Linked DNA regions of Mus musculus: all the other regions are linked to region 2. Evidence: chromatin contacts called from public HiChIP or PLAC-seq data. All regions are on one chromosome and are shown on one strand. Each heading gives the region's core, a stretch centred on a gene start, on an enhancer-like site or on the middle of the called end of the contact. The rest is flanking DNA. Distances are from core to core; before and after follow the strand shown.

Region 1 (4,406 bases), core at 1,427-3,926, 110 kb before region 2:
TTTCAAGTGAATTAAGTCAAACTAAGAAAGAGCAATATTGTTTTTTCTCATTTTTGGATCTTAGATTGTATACAGATAAATACAACCATAAAACACACAGAATAAGTGAAGCTGCTTAGAGAAACAAGGCACTGGCAAGCAAGGGAGGCAACAGAAAAGGGAGAGTAGAGTATTGTGGCAAAGGGGCTTACTTCATGTTATACACTTGTATAAAAATGGCTTTATGGAGCCTAAAATGGTCACAACAAATATACACCAATAAAACAGGTAATAAGAAATGTTTGTGATAGACAAAAAATTGCTGGTCATAAATGTAAAAGCATGGTCTGGGGAGAGGGCTCAGAGGGTAAAGTGCTTGGCACGTCTGTGTGAGGACATGAGTTTGAGTTCCCAGAACCTGTGGAAAGCTGAACATACCCTGATCATGGTCCATCTCTGAGGGCTGAAACTCGAGCTGGAGCACCGGAAGGAACTGAGTAGAGACCAGACAGGAGCCCTCCTTACTGGCTTGCTCTCAGGACTTGCTAGTCTGCTTTTTTTACACTCTCCAGGAGTGCCTGCCTAGGAGCAGCACCGCCCACAGTGGACTGAGTCCTTCCACATCAATTATTAACCAGACTTTTATGGAAGCATTGCCTCAATTGAGATTCCCTCTTCCCAGATGACCCTAGCTTGTGTCAAGTTGATAAAACAAAAAAGAAAAGAAAAGAAAGGGAAGGGAAGGGAAGGGAAGGGAAGGGAAGGGAAGGGAAGGGAAGGGAAGGGAAGGGAAGGGAAGGGAAGGGAAGAGAAGAGAAGAGAAGAGAAGAGAAGAGAAGAGAAGAGAAGAGAAGAGAAGAGAAGAGAAGAGAAGAGAAGAGAAGAGAAGAGAAGAGAAGAGAAGAGAAACAAAACCAATCACAGAAAACCATCACAATGTTCATCCTACTTTCTGAGCAACTAAAAGTTTAGTTTGTGTAATTTTTAAGTGCCTTCAGTTTCCTTACAATTTTATAGATTTTTATTTTTGAGGTAGGGTCTTATGTAGCTGAAGCTGGCCTTCAACTCCTGATCCTTTGTCCCCTTTGACATAAGCCACCATACCTGGCAAACTTTATAGGTATATCATAATGACAGCCAAGACAGGTTTTTAAAAAAATATTTTTTCCTAGTTTTTAAAGAACAATCCCCTCATATTTACTTAATGAGATATACATTTAGCTGGTGACTTTACTTAAACATAATTTTTCTTGTTTTTTCCTTTCCTTTTGTGGGGGCGGCAGAGTCTTCTATGTAACCTACCCAGGCTGTCCTTAGTAACCCAAGTTGCTCTCACAGCTGCAATCGTTATGCTTCAGCCTTCTGAGTTCTATCAAATTGCCTCTGTCTCTTTGTGTCCGTGTCTCTGTCTGTCTGCCTCAGCCTCTGTGTGTGTGTGTGTGTATTTGTGTATGTTTGTATATGTGTGTATGTGAATAGATGTATGTGTGTGTTTATGTGTGTATGTGTGTGTCCATAGATGTATGTGTGTGTGTGTATTTGTGTATGTTTGTGTATGTGTGTATGTGAATAGATGTATGTGTGTGTTTATGTGTGTATGTGTGTGTCCATAGATGTATGTGTGTGTGTGTATTTGTGTATGTTTGTGTATGTGTGTATGTGAATAGATGTGTGTGTGTGTGTGTGTGTGTGTGTGTATCTGCATTTTTATCAGTTGATGGATAACAATCAGAGTTCTTTCGCCTCTGGGTTATTACATTTAACACTGCTGTGAGCATCTATGGTAAGTTTTCCTGTGAAGAGGCGTTGCAACTTCTTGCAGGTGTGTACTTAGAGGAGAAATTGCTGGGTCACACACCGACTCTGTGGTTAATGTTTCTAAACTCTGCCAATAGAATTTCCAAAATGGCCCCAGCATTTTACATCCACAAAGGCAATGTGTGAGAGTTTCAAATGCTGCCCAACATGACTGTTAGTCATTTTGATTACTCTCTTCATGAGTGTGAGATTTTTTTAAATTGTGATATGAGGTTTTTGTTGTTGTTGTTGTTGTTTTGTTTTTTTGAGACAGGGTTTCTCTGTGTAGCTCTGGCTGTCCTGGAACTCACTTTGTAGACCAGGCTGGCCTCAAACTCAGAAATCCACCTGCCTCTGCCTCCTGAGTACTGGGATTAAAGGCATGTGCCACCATGCCCGGCTGAGTTTCTATTTTTCTAATGACTAATGATACCGAGTACTTTTCCATATACCAATGCCATCCGCGTATCTTCTTTGAAGAAGTAGCTCTTGCCACCCCCACCCCCCACCACCCCCGTTCAATGTAGTTCTGCACATTGGTACAGTGAAGCTGTAAAAACGTTCTTCCAGGGTACAATATCCGTGGGCTTCCATCCGTCCTCCAGTGTCATGCTTGAAGTTTTCTTTTGGCTCCAGTATTATGCAGAAATTTGGCCCCCCTTCTTTCTAGCTCCCTGGTGCAATGGACTGCAGCCTTGGTTGTGCAAACATCCCCACATGGCAGTGTCTTGCTGGCCTCTGCTGTGCCCAGGGGCTTCAGGATTTCTTGCCCCTCCTCCCACCCCCTGAGGTGAACCTGATTGCACATTCCTGTGGGGCTCAGCTAGTGGCTTGCATTTAGCTCCTTGGCTGAGAAAAGAGCAGCTCCCCAGAGACTCCCTAGCTCTTCTCTTTCTTTGGGCCCTAGATTTACAGACCAGGCTAACTTGAGTTCACACCTCATTTGCACAGACCACACCTCTTGGTCCCCATGAGAGGATTAAGCTCCACCCCTGGGATTTACACCCTGGTGTCCACCCTGCTCACTCTAATTGTTTTTCCCGTGGCATTCTGAATTTGAAATTCCTTCTTATTTTTTGAAACTAGGTTTTCTTCTCCCTCTTCCTTTCTTTTTTCCTTCCTTCCTCCCTCCCTCCCTCCCTCCCTCCCTCCCTCCCTCCCTCCCTCCCTCCCTCCCTCCCTCCCTCCCTCCCTTCCTTCCTTCCTTCCTTCTCTTTCCTTCCACTCTCCCTCCCTTCCTGTCTTCTTTGCTTTTTCACTTTCTTTTTGAGACAGGGTCTCACTCTGTAGCTCAGACTGGCCCAGGACTTGGGGTTATCCTCCTGCCTCAACTTTCTGTGTGCTGAGATTACAGTTGTGCATCATCATGGCTGGGTTAGCATTGTTTTATCCTATTAAAAAAAATTCCGAGGCTGGGGAGATGGCTCAGCCAGCAAAGTCACTATCACACAAGGATGAGGACCTCAGTCTGCACCCCTCCCCCCCCCCCACAAGCTTCTGAAACCCAGGCATGGTAGCACACACCTGTGGGGTCTGGGGGGCAGGGGACAAAGGCAAGAGAAACTCTGGGACTTGCTGTTCAACCAGCCTGGAGTGTCGATGAGGTCCAGGTTCAGTGAGAGCATTTGTCTTTTAAAATAAGGTGAAGAAACAATTGAGGGAGACATCAGATGCCAACTTGGGTCTCCACACAGGTGCACAGATGCACCTACATACATACTCGCCCCTCCTTTGCACCCCTGTACACACAGAGATGCAAATTCTTGCAACCTTCACCCGAAAAGCCCCTTAATTTTTGAGGGAAAATGATCTGATGATTCTAGAGACTTATAGAGAAGGCAGTAGTTTTCTCATTTTAGCATATATCAGAGTCAACTGAGGACTTCTTGAAAAACAGACTTGTTGGCTCTTCTTAAAGCTTTTGATCTCTAGATGATACAGGGTGAGATCTGAGAACATGTTTCTTTGAGACATTCCAGGGGTGGTACTGTTTATCCCGAGACCATACTTTGAGAACATTTATATAGAACACCACTTCTCAACCCGAGTCACAACCCCTTTGACAAACCTCTATCGCCAAAAATATTTACATTGTGATTCATAACGTTAGCAAAAGTACAGTTATGAAGTAGCAACAAAAAATAATTTTATGGTTGGGGGTCACTATAACATGAGGAACTGTGTTAAAGGGTCACAGCATTAGGGAGGTTGAGGACCACTGATACAGAGAAACCAGTAGATTTTTGGGGTGTTAGGTCCCCCTATTTAGCTAACAAGTCTTTGTTTGCTTTTAACCTTTTTAGCTAGCACATCAAATGGTAGGCTTCATTTCGGCATTTAATATAAAATATGTTGATCTTCATCTTCCTTCCTGGCGTCTACACCCTTCAGGAGTCCCCTGTCTGCTTTGAAGTCACTCATGGAATCCATCCAATATGGTAGCACCTTTTGTAACCTGTCCTCTCAAGAAATTTATTTTGTGCTTAAATCGTTGGCGAGGAAGCTGATGAGGCTATCACTTTGTTCATTGCTAAGGCTTGTGGAGAGCTCTGAAATCTCGTTGGTTTTGGTAACATTTAACTGATACTCGATCATAACGCTGGCAAGCCCTATTGTTCTACTTAGGAGTT
Region 2 (4,093 bases), core at 1,447-3,946:
TTTCATTGTGCTTTTTAAAATTCTGCCTCTCCACCCATAACCATGGTAAAACTAAATCTCTCTCTTATCCCTCCCCCTTTCTTCTATTATTTTCACTTTATTTTTGAACTGTTTATTTGAAGCTATGGTCACACATATACACAGAAGATGAGGGCTTGTGATGCACATTTATAGATATGCTATACAAAGTTTTGTCTTGGTGACTGTCAGCAATGCCTTGAAACTGTGTGGGGGAGCAGAGCTCACTCTTGAGAACTCAGCTCTGCAGGAGGACAGGAAATGGTCTATTGAGAAACTGGTGACGTGAAAACGCTGAAATCCATCTTCAGCCTCGGTTCTGGTTTAGTTTGATTGGGAAACAGCAGCATTTATAAAAGCTGAATGGCTTCTTCTTCTATCCCTGTGGTCGCTGCTGTGATTTCTAGGTGAAGATTCAGGCTGCTAGTATAGCCCTTTGATTAGCTGGTTACTCAAAAGGGCTGCTCGTGCCTGTCTCTTAGCTGTGTGCCTTGGGTGGTCGTACAGGTGCAGAACTAGAGAAAATAGAAGGACTGGGTTTGAGATGTCCTGATAAAAGCCTTCACGAAAGGGACTTATATGTTAATATTTAACAAATGTGCATGGGCACTGGGCTGAAGTGGGAGCAGCTTTCTGGAAAGATGTTTATCAAATGTTTATTAAACCTACACGCCTTTCTGGTGTGTGTGTGTGTGTGTGTGTGTGTGTGTGTGTGTGTGTGTGTGTGTGTGATTCCTCAGGACCCATCCAGTCTAGTTTTTGAGATACAGTCTCTCACTGGGACCTGGGGCTTGACAATTAGGCCAGGCTGGATGGACAGTAGACCCCAAGGATCTGTCTCTCAGCCTTTGAAGTACTGGGAGTGCCAAGTGCACATCACCACCCTCAGTGATTTTTTCACTTTTCTGTAAGCTCTGATGATCATACTTAGGCCTGCATGCTTGTAGAACTAGCACTTTTCACCTCAAAGTCATAGCCTTTAAAATGGGCCTAAAAACCCCTCCAAACACACACACACACACGCACGCACGCACGCACGCACACAGACAATCACGTCAAAACAAAAGAGGTGGGAATTTCTCTGGAAAGAATGGCTGAAATTGGGGCAGAAGGACCCCCACAACGACATAGAGCTTACTAACGTTAGCTGCACATGTGCAGACCCAGTGTGAATCTTTTTCCAAAGCACATTGTGTTTACCAATGAAGCATGCATGCATTTTCATGCTTAGGTTTTAAAGAAAGATAAGCAAATTGGGAGAGAACCAAGAATGTGTTTGAGATCTTAAGAAGAAGTGATCACACACACAAAACAAATCAATAATTTAGGGATATATCTATTGGGCTAATTGAGAAGCAAGTATAGGAAAATATATGCTTGTAATCTGTCCTTGGGTAGTCGATATACTAACTCTTAGAGTGGTTATAAAAATATACACTCTGATTACATTTGGAATTAAATTTAAAATGTCTTTACTGGGTTGTGTCAATTGAAATTATATCAAAACCCTGTCTCGAAAAAAAAAAAAAAAAAAAGAAAGAAAGAAAGAAAGAAAGAAAGAAAGAAAGAAATAAATTATATCAAAAATGTTGGCAACCAGAGAGCAGAGGCAGAGAGGCTCAAGGGCGAGTTCTGGCTGCAGAGAACTTGTTTTTACCCTTGAGGGCTGGGCATAGAGTGATTAATCATCATAGGATATCAGATATATCCCCTGTCTCATTCAATAAGAAAGAGGCCAATAGTCGAGAAAGAGATGGGGTGGAGAAAGGGTGGTATGGATGGATCAGGAACTTATTATTGCGTATGTTTCCTCAGTGTTTTGTCAAGAGCACCCAGTGCTCACCAATTCTACAGTCTACTCTTCTGACTCCATTGCACCGTTCAATCCATCTGAAGAATAGTAGTCTATGAGTTTTGACATAGATTGTGTGACACAAACACACCCAGGTACAATGTATACTGTCAACTATGCCTTTTCCTAAGTAATTCCTGCTCCTACCACACTCTCAGAGGCAATCTACAGCTATTCCTGTGAGAGTGGGTAAGCATGTTTGTGTCTTACCATTGGTTAATTTTGCCTGTCTAGGCATTTCATGTTATAATCATAAAACATGCACTCTCCTGTAGAAAAAGTTCCCTTCACTTGGCTTAGTATTTTTGAGATGTCTGATTTTGAAAAGTTGAAAAAATATCCCTTAGTCTTTGGCGATTCTTGGGTTAGCATCAGGAATGCTGGGTAATGGTGGCGCGCCTTTAAACCCAGCACTCAGGGGGCAGAGGCAGGTGGATCTCTGAGTTCAAAGTCAGCCTGGTCTACAGAGTGAGTTCCAGGACAGTCAGGGCAATACAGAACCCTGTCTCCAAAATCCAAAAATCAATCAGTCAGTCAGTCAGTCAGTCAGTCAGTCAGTCTGCCTGCCTCCTGCCTGCCTACCTGCCTATCTATTTTTTTTTTTAAACTGAAGTGGTGAGGGTAATGGGGAGAGGAGAGGAAGTGGATCCTAAGTATAGAAACTCGGGCCTCTTAATTTTCTGATGCAAAACTGAGGACTGGTTCTTGTCAAGGTCATGCAGGTTGAGCTGAAACTGGAACCCAGATCTCCTGACCCACTCTTGGAACAGTGAGCCAGGCAGCTGAGCGAGGTGGTTGTTTTGAGCCGATGCCATGTGAGACTAGAGAGTTTCGACAGAGCTTTGCTTAGAGGATGTGAAACTACACTAACCTCATGTGACAAGAGAACCTTGGAGGCCTTGGTGTGGGGCCAGGAGAGGAAGTCTGCATGGCTTCTGGTTACCAACTCCACCTCTGAACCCACTGGCCTGGGGTGACTTATGGCGAACCTTCTCATTTGCAATAAAACCAGACATGGGGCAGGGAAAGCTTTTCTACGGCAGCGTGCAGAAGGCAGGGCACTGCTAAAAAAAGGTAGGTGGGCGTGGCCTCTAAAAGGCACCTTCAGCCACATGCGTGCTCCTCCCAGAGCAGGGGGATCTGGAGCTGCAAACAAATCCCTAGGGAGGGAGAGATGCTGTGGTTACAGACACAGCCTTTGTGTCTTGTATGCATGTTCCAATTCAGCCCCAGATGACAATGACCTGGTAGTTCCTGCCTGCCAGCTGTTGGCTGGCCTCTGTGAAAGTCCCCAATGTTTGGGCCAATGCCTCGTGGGCAGGTATCCATATCATGAGGCCAACTGGCACTGTTGGCACCTTTGTTGGTCAAATGAGCACAGTGACTTGGGACAGAGGTGGCTGATCCACCCTCCCTACCAGCTGGCTGGTGGGAGCCTGTGGGCAGGTGCCCTGGGGAGAAAAGGGTTCCAGTTGCCATGGTAACTGTTCAAAAAAGGAGGTTCCCTCCTCAAGGCCAGTTTGGTGTCTTTTCTGCAGGGGAAGAAATGGATCTGTGGCAGCCAGGCCGGCCGTGTATATCAATTCGTGCCTCATCTGTTTGGAATCTTTACTTCTAATTGGACCTATTATTAGTGTCTGGGAGAGAATCTGAGGGCTGGTGGATCTGTTGAGAGATGTCATTATAGCAAAGACTAGGTCACCAGAGAAGTCCCAGAAGAATCATTCCCGTGTATACCAAGCAGAGCTGGACAAAGAATTCCAAAGGCTTTTTTTTTTTTTTTTTTTTTTTTTAAAGGCAGACTTGCAGGTTGGACGAGTTCTCTGGGCTATTCCGGGATATGGAGATTAGCACTGACTGAGGCCTTCACCCTAGATGTCCTTTGGCCAAACTGTCCTGGGCACAGGGGTGAAGGGACCCTGGTCAGCTTGCTGGGCCTGGCTAGTTTCCCACAGTGAATGCATTGTAAAGAACCAAGCATTCTCGTCGATGCTGTCTCTTCTGTAAAGGTTTCACGTATGCCTTTACCTTGGACGGACGTTTCTGGCTTTGATCAGAAAGTCCAACTCCTTCATCTTACTACTTCTGCATCTCGCTTCTGATGAAAGCCATCCTCACGCAGGTCACTGGGTTGAGGGTCAGTGATTTTTCCCACTCAGCCTTTCTTCTGTGTGTTGGTATAAAGATCCTCTGTTCCAGGCTTTGAGATGATTGGGAGAAATA
Region 3 (3,853 bases), core at 989-3,488, 130 kb after region 2:
TCCAATGGGCCCAAACCCACTGTTCTTGTCCAGCATTCTACCAGCTCATTAGTTCACTACATTTTATAGGTTTTGGTTTGTTTGTTTGTTTGTTTGTTGTAATGGCATTGTGTTGGGCCCTGCTTCTGCTGCTAACTGCCAGGCTTAACAACTGAGCTGGCCCTCCTGAGGCTATTTCTACACTTATTAAGTCAGAGCAGTCGTGCTAATTCCAAAGGCTGACGTGAAGACTGGCAGAGATTGTGCACTTCAGTAAACAGCAGGTAGGATTAGTTATAGCTATCTTGGTTGTTTGCTTTCTATTGCTGTAACAAATACCTGGGAGAAAGCAACTTAATGCTTCCAAAGTCTGCCTCATGAATTCGGAGGTGTGGGCTAATGATTACTTGGGCCCACGGCTTAGGACCTACTGAAACGCTGTTCCCATGGGAGCGTGTGGTAGAGAAGGTTCGCCATCTCAGGACAACTGGAATTCGAAGGGTGAGGTGGAAGGAGGTGGAGGTTCTAATACCTCCCCTTCAGGAGCACACCCTCAGTGACCAGACTTCCTGTCAGTAGGTCTCTTAAAGGCGCACACCCTCAGTGACCAGACTTCCTGTCAGTAGGTCTCTCAGAGGCTCCATCAATTCCAATAGCACCGCACACTAGCAAACAAGCATTTATCACCTAGGCTGTAGATTCAAGCTAGAGTGCTCACTTTGTCTGGAGCCGAGATCCAGTCAGGTGACTCAAAGGAAAAGACTCCATCCCTGAAGTATCTTCAGAGGCGGTTGACTGGAAGGAGGAAGTACCCTCCCACCTCACTATAATACTCTCCATAGTGAGTATAAGGTTCAGAAAATTTGTCTGAAGCTTGGGAGTAAATGAGAGACAACTCCAGGGACCTTGAATGGCAGGCTGGCTTTATATTGTTTGAGCCTTTTTAGGACACTAGAGAATGCAGACTCTAACTCACACCTTCCCACTTAATTTCTGCTCGGTAGAAAAGCCAACTGCAAAGGTTATCTTAGTCACAGCCCTCTTAAACACCAAGCAGCTTTGTCTTGGACCTGGCAATCTTAACCTAACATTGCTTCTCTCATGCTCTTTAGTACTAGCTGGATAAAATATTTATGTGTATACTTGGATGCGTGAGAAGCAATTGAGCACCTTTAAAAACGGCCTAGGATTTGATCCCAGGGCGGTCTGACCTGGGGTCCTTGTGATAGTTGTATGAGAGAGAGAGAGAGAGAGAGAGAGAACCCTTGTTCTCTTATTGAACATTATGATTTTATCTTCACTTTCTTCTTTGATCTAAAGGAGTCTGTTCATATTGTAACAATACAGTTCTTGCATGTATAATAAGACGATGTTAATTTGTCTGCCTTTCTGTGGAGTGGTGAGCTTTTCTCACTAGGAAAGTGACAATCTCTCCTCTATCTTTGTATCCCTAGCATATTTGATGCTCAGGGACAAATGAATGTCTCTCTGAAATGAGTGAAGCTGTCTAGGTTTTTGCTAATCTAAATGTACTCATGGGCCATAAACACTCAGATCAGCTGAGTGTTCAGAATGCAGAGACTTGCCCGCCTCAGACTTTCACTAGATGGGAACCAGGTGGCCCTGATCTCTGAGCAATGCTATATGTGTCTCTATCCATGGTCAGTTTCGAGCAGTGGCTCTGTTCTTTGTGATACATGAGATTTAGACAAAGAATGCTAGAGCCATCATATCCTATGTTAATTTTAGCTGTATGTTCAAAACTGAGACGGATGTGTCTGGAGTATTGTTTCTAGGCCAAAGAGGGCTAACTTGGGCTTCCAGGGTAGAATTGCCGTGGGGTAGAGGAAACCTTTGAGGCTGGAGGGTATGTTCTTTTTACTTTTCCATAACTTTAATAAAATGCCTGAAGGGAGCAAACTCAGGGAGGAAGGATTTATTTTGGCTCGTGGTTTGAGAGGCGGGAGACCATCATGGTGAGGTATGCATTGGGGTAGAGCAACCACATCTGTGGTAGAGGGAGCACCCCATTCCTATCTGTGGCTGAGAGAATTTTTACAATCTGAAGGCATACTGTTACGTTTACCAATTTACAGGAGATGGCTGGTTATATGGTGTAGGCAGGCAGGAAGTGGAGGGAAACCTAGCCCAAAACACAAGCCACCTCTAAGGTCTCCAAGACCTGCCTCCCTAGGACCCACTTCCTGCAGCTACGTTTTATCTCACAAGGATTCCTCAAAGCTCACCCACAGCCGGAAACCATTAGTTCCAATGCAAGAGCACGTGAGGTCATTTTGCACTCAAACCGTAACAGGGGCGCAGAGCTGTTCATTTGGTTTTGCAAGGGGGCGGGAGGGGGTGGCGAATTCTTTTCCTCTAGGTCATCAGCAGGAAGCCCCTCTGCCCCTCTGGGATCCAGCATCTGCCCACAAGGAGAAGCTGAGTCAAGTTCTGTTGGCTCTGAGCCCAGACCAGCAAAAACCCAAGGTGATCCCTGAGTGAAATCGTGACAGTTTAATCATAAAATTTAAATCTCTATTTGTCACATCTGGGGCTTAAGTTGTCAGGGGTGTTTGTCTGGTGTCCTTTATGAGAGCCAAAGGAAAAGGAAGACAAGCAGAGGCTTCTGGGAATGGTACCTGTGACTATACGAGTGTGAACCCTGAATTATGGAAGAAGGGTCTTCGAAATATTTGCAAAGGGATTAAGCCTCATTACTAGAAAATAATGATTTTTTTTCCAGCTGTGCTGTGCTTCAATCCTTCCCAATAAATACCTGAGGCGAATGATAAAGAATGAAGGCTTCGCTTATTTCCCTGACAAAGAGATCAAATAATTCGGGGACAGTAAAAGTCAGTAGAGTGGGGTTTCCCAATTAGAGGAAGCCAATCTGATTGGGGTCTGCAAACCCAGATGCAGCGGCCGAGCAAACTTGAGAAGGCAGTCAGCCCGATGCTTGTTGGGAGTGGTTAGGTCTAAGGGAACTGGAAAGCCATGGCTTAGAAAGTCATTTGCATTCACATGGTTTTTTGTTTGTTTGTTTGTTTGTTTGTTTTGATTTGGTTTTTGTTCGTTTTTTGTTTTGGTTTGGTTTTTTTACAGTCTGAGGGCAGACTGTAAGCTTATCAATTTACATTTCAGAAATCCAAGACTCAGAGATGCCTGCCTAAGACTACAATTCTCACTTACCCATGGTAGAAAGTCACTCCCACTGTGGCATCTCTTCCTATTGTTTGCCCATGCAAGGGACGTTTAGATCGTATCTATACACACAGCGCTGTGCATGTGTATGTTTGTGTATGTGTCCACGCACGCGAGCGTGAAGCAAACAGGTCAGTTCTTGTAGCCAGAGAATTAGGGATTATCTAGTTGTCAACAATTTTAAATGGCGAAGTGGCGCTGTGAGAACGTTTTTTAAAATGCAAACTAAGCCAGGTTATCTTCTCCACTCATCTGGCACAGGTTTTTATGGGCTATAAATAATAGCATTTGCAGTTCTTGGATGGTTTTGAAACAGCACCAAAGGTCTGTATGTCTTAAAAGAAAGATTGCCTAGTTTAAGTTAATTGGTCGATCACTTAGAAGTCTGCGCTCTTCAGAGGAGGTGGCAGGATCTGAGCCTGACAATCCTGGACAGTTTGTTCTTCCTTAGCTGACTCCAAAGTCACCATCAGACTTCCCTCTGGACTGGCACTTGGCAGAATGGACCTATCTGTGTTTAATTCTGGCTCAGCGTGGCTAGATGCTGTTTGTCGTTAGCTTTCTTCACACCATGCAGATCAGTATTCTAAGAGAAAGAGATGAGCATTCCAGGCAGCTAGAGTCCTGTGCAATCTGCCTGCCCCAGCAGTCATTCATTCTGTGGACACAGGCT

Evidence for each region. HiChIP or PLAC-seq counts read pairs in DNA pulled down with a chosen protein or histone mark.
Region 1: an H3K4me3 HiChIP or PLAC-seq map of the 230-238 cell line shows a contact between it and region 2, with 13 read pairs. The contact joins two enhancer-like sites. A contact is called at or near these places in 14 of 39 promoter capture datasets (3T3-L1-derived adipocytes, the HPC-7 cell line, HPC-7-derived erythroid cells and 10 more), 23 of 484 Hi-C or Micro-C datasets (the AtT-20 cell line, B cells, the C10 cell line and 15 more), 18 of 115 datasets of contacts at active chromatin or transcription factors (the 230-238 cell line, the HPC-7 cell line, astrocytes and 12 more) and 2 of 9 other capture datasets (adipose tissue and embryonic stem cells).
Region 3: a contact with region 2 is called in a BATF HiChIP or PLAC-seq map of CD8 T cells, with 8 read pairs. The contact joins two enhancer-like sites. A contact is called at or near these places in 1 of 39 promoter capture datasets (liver), 9 of 484 Hi-C or Micro-C datasets (Sertoli cells, bone marrow-derived dendritic cells, liver and 2 more) and 4 of 115 datasets of contacts at active chromatin or transcription factors (CD8 T cells, bone marrow-derived dendritic cells, memory CD8 T cells and 1 more).

Annotation. Positions count from the first base shown.
Region 1 is chr13:111,827,120-111,831,525 of GRCm38.p6, forward strand. All of the region lies in intron 1 of Gm41060 (a long non-coding RNA gene), which reads left to right. Among named protein-coding and RNA genes, the nearest start is that of Gm41060, 9.5 kb to the left of the region's middle. Within about 2 kb of position 2,677, at least 14 of the 459 cell types and tissues checked have an H3K27ac peak or open chromatin away from gene starts, as enhancers often do. A contact at or near this core is called in the 230-238 cell line, where this site is marked.
Region 2 is chr13:111,933,430-111,937,522 of GRCm38.p6, forward strand. No RefSeq gene overlaps it. Among named protein-coding and RNA genes, the nearest start is that of Gm15322, 59 kb to the right of the region's middle. Within about 2 kb of position 2,697, at least 164 of the 459 cell types and tissues checked have an H3K27ac peak or open chromatin away from gene starts, as enhancers often do. A contact at or near this core is called in the 230-238 cell line, CD8 T cells and memory CD8 T cells, where this site is marked.
Region 3 is chr13:112,061,628-112,065,480 of GRCm38.p6, forward strand. No RefSeq gene overlaps it. Among named protein-coding and RNA genes, the nearest start is that of Gm41061, 22 kb to the left of the region's middle. Within about 2 kb of position 2,239, at least 75 of the 459 cell types and tissues checked have an H3K27ac peak or open chromatin away from gene starts, as enhancers often do. A contact at or near this core is called in CD8 T cells and memory CD8 T cells, where this site is marked.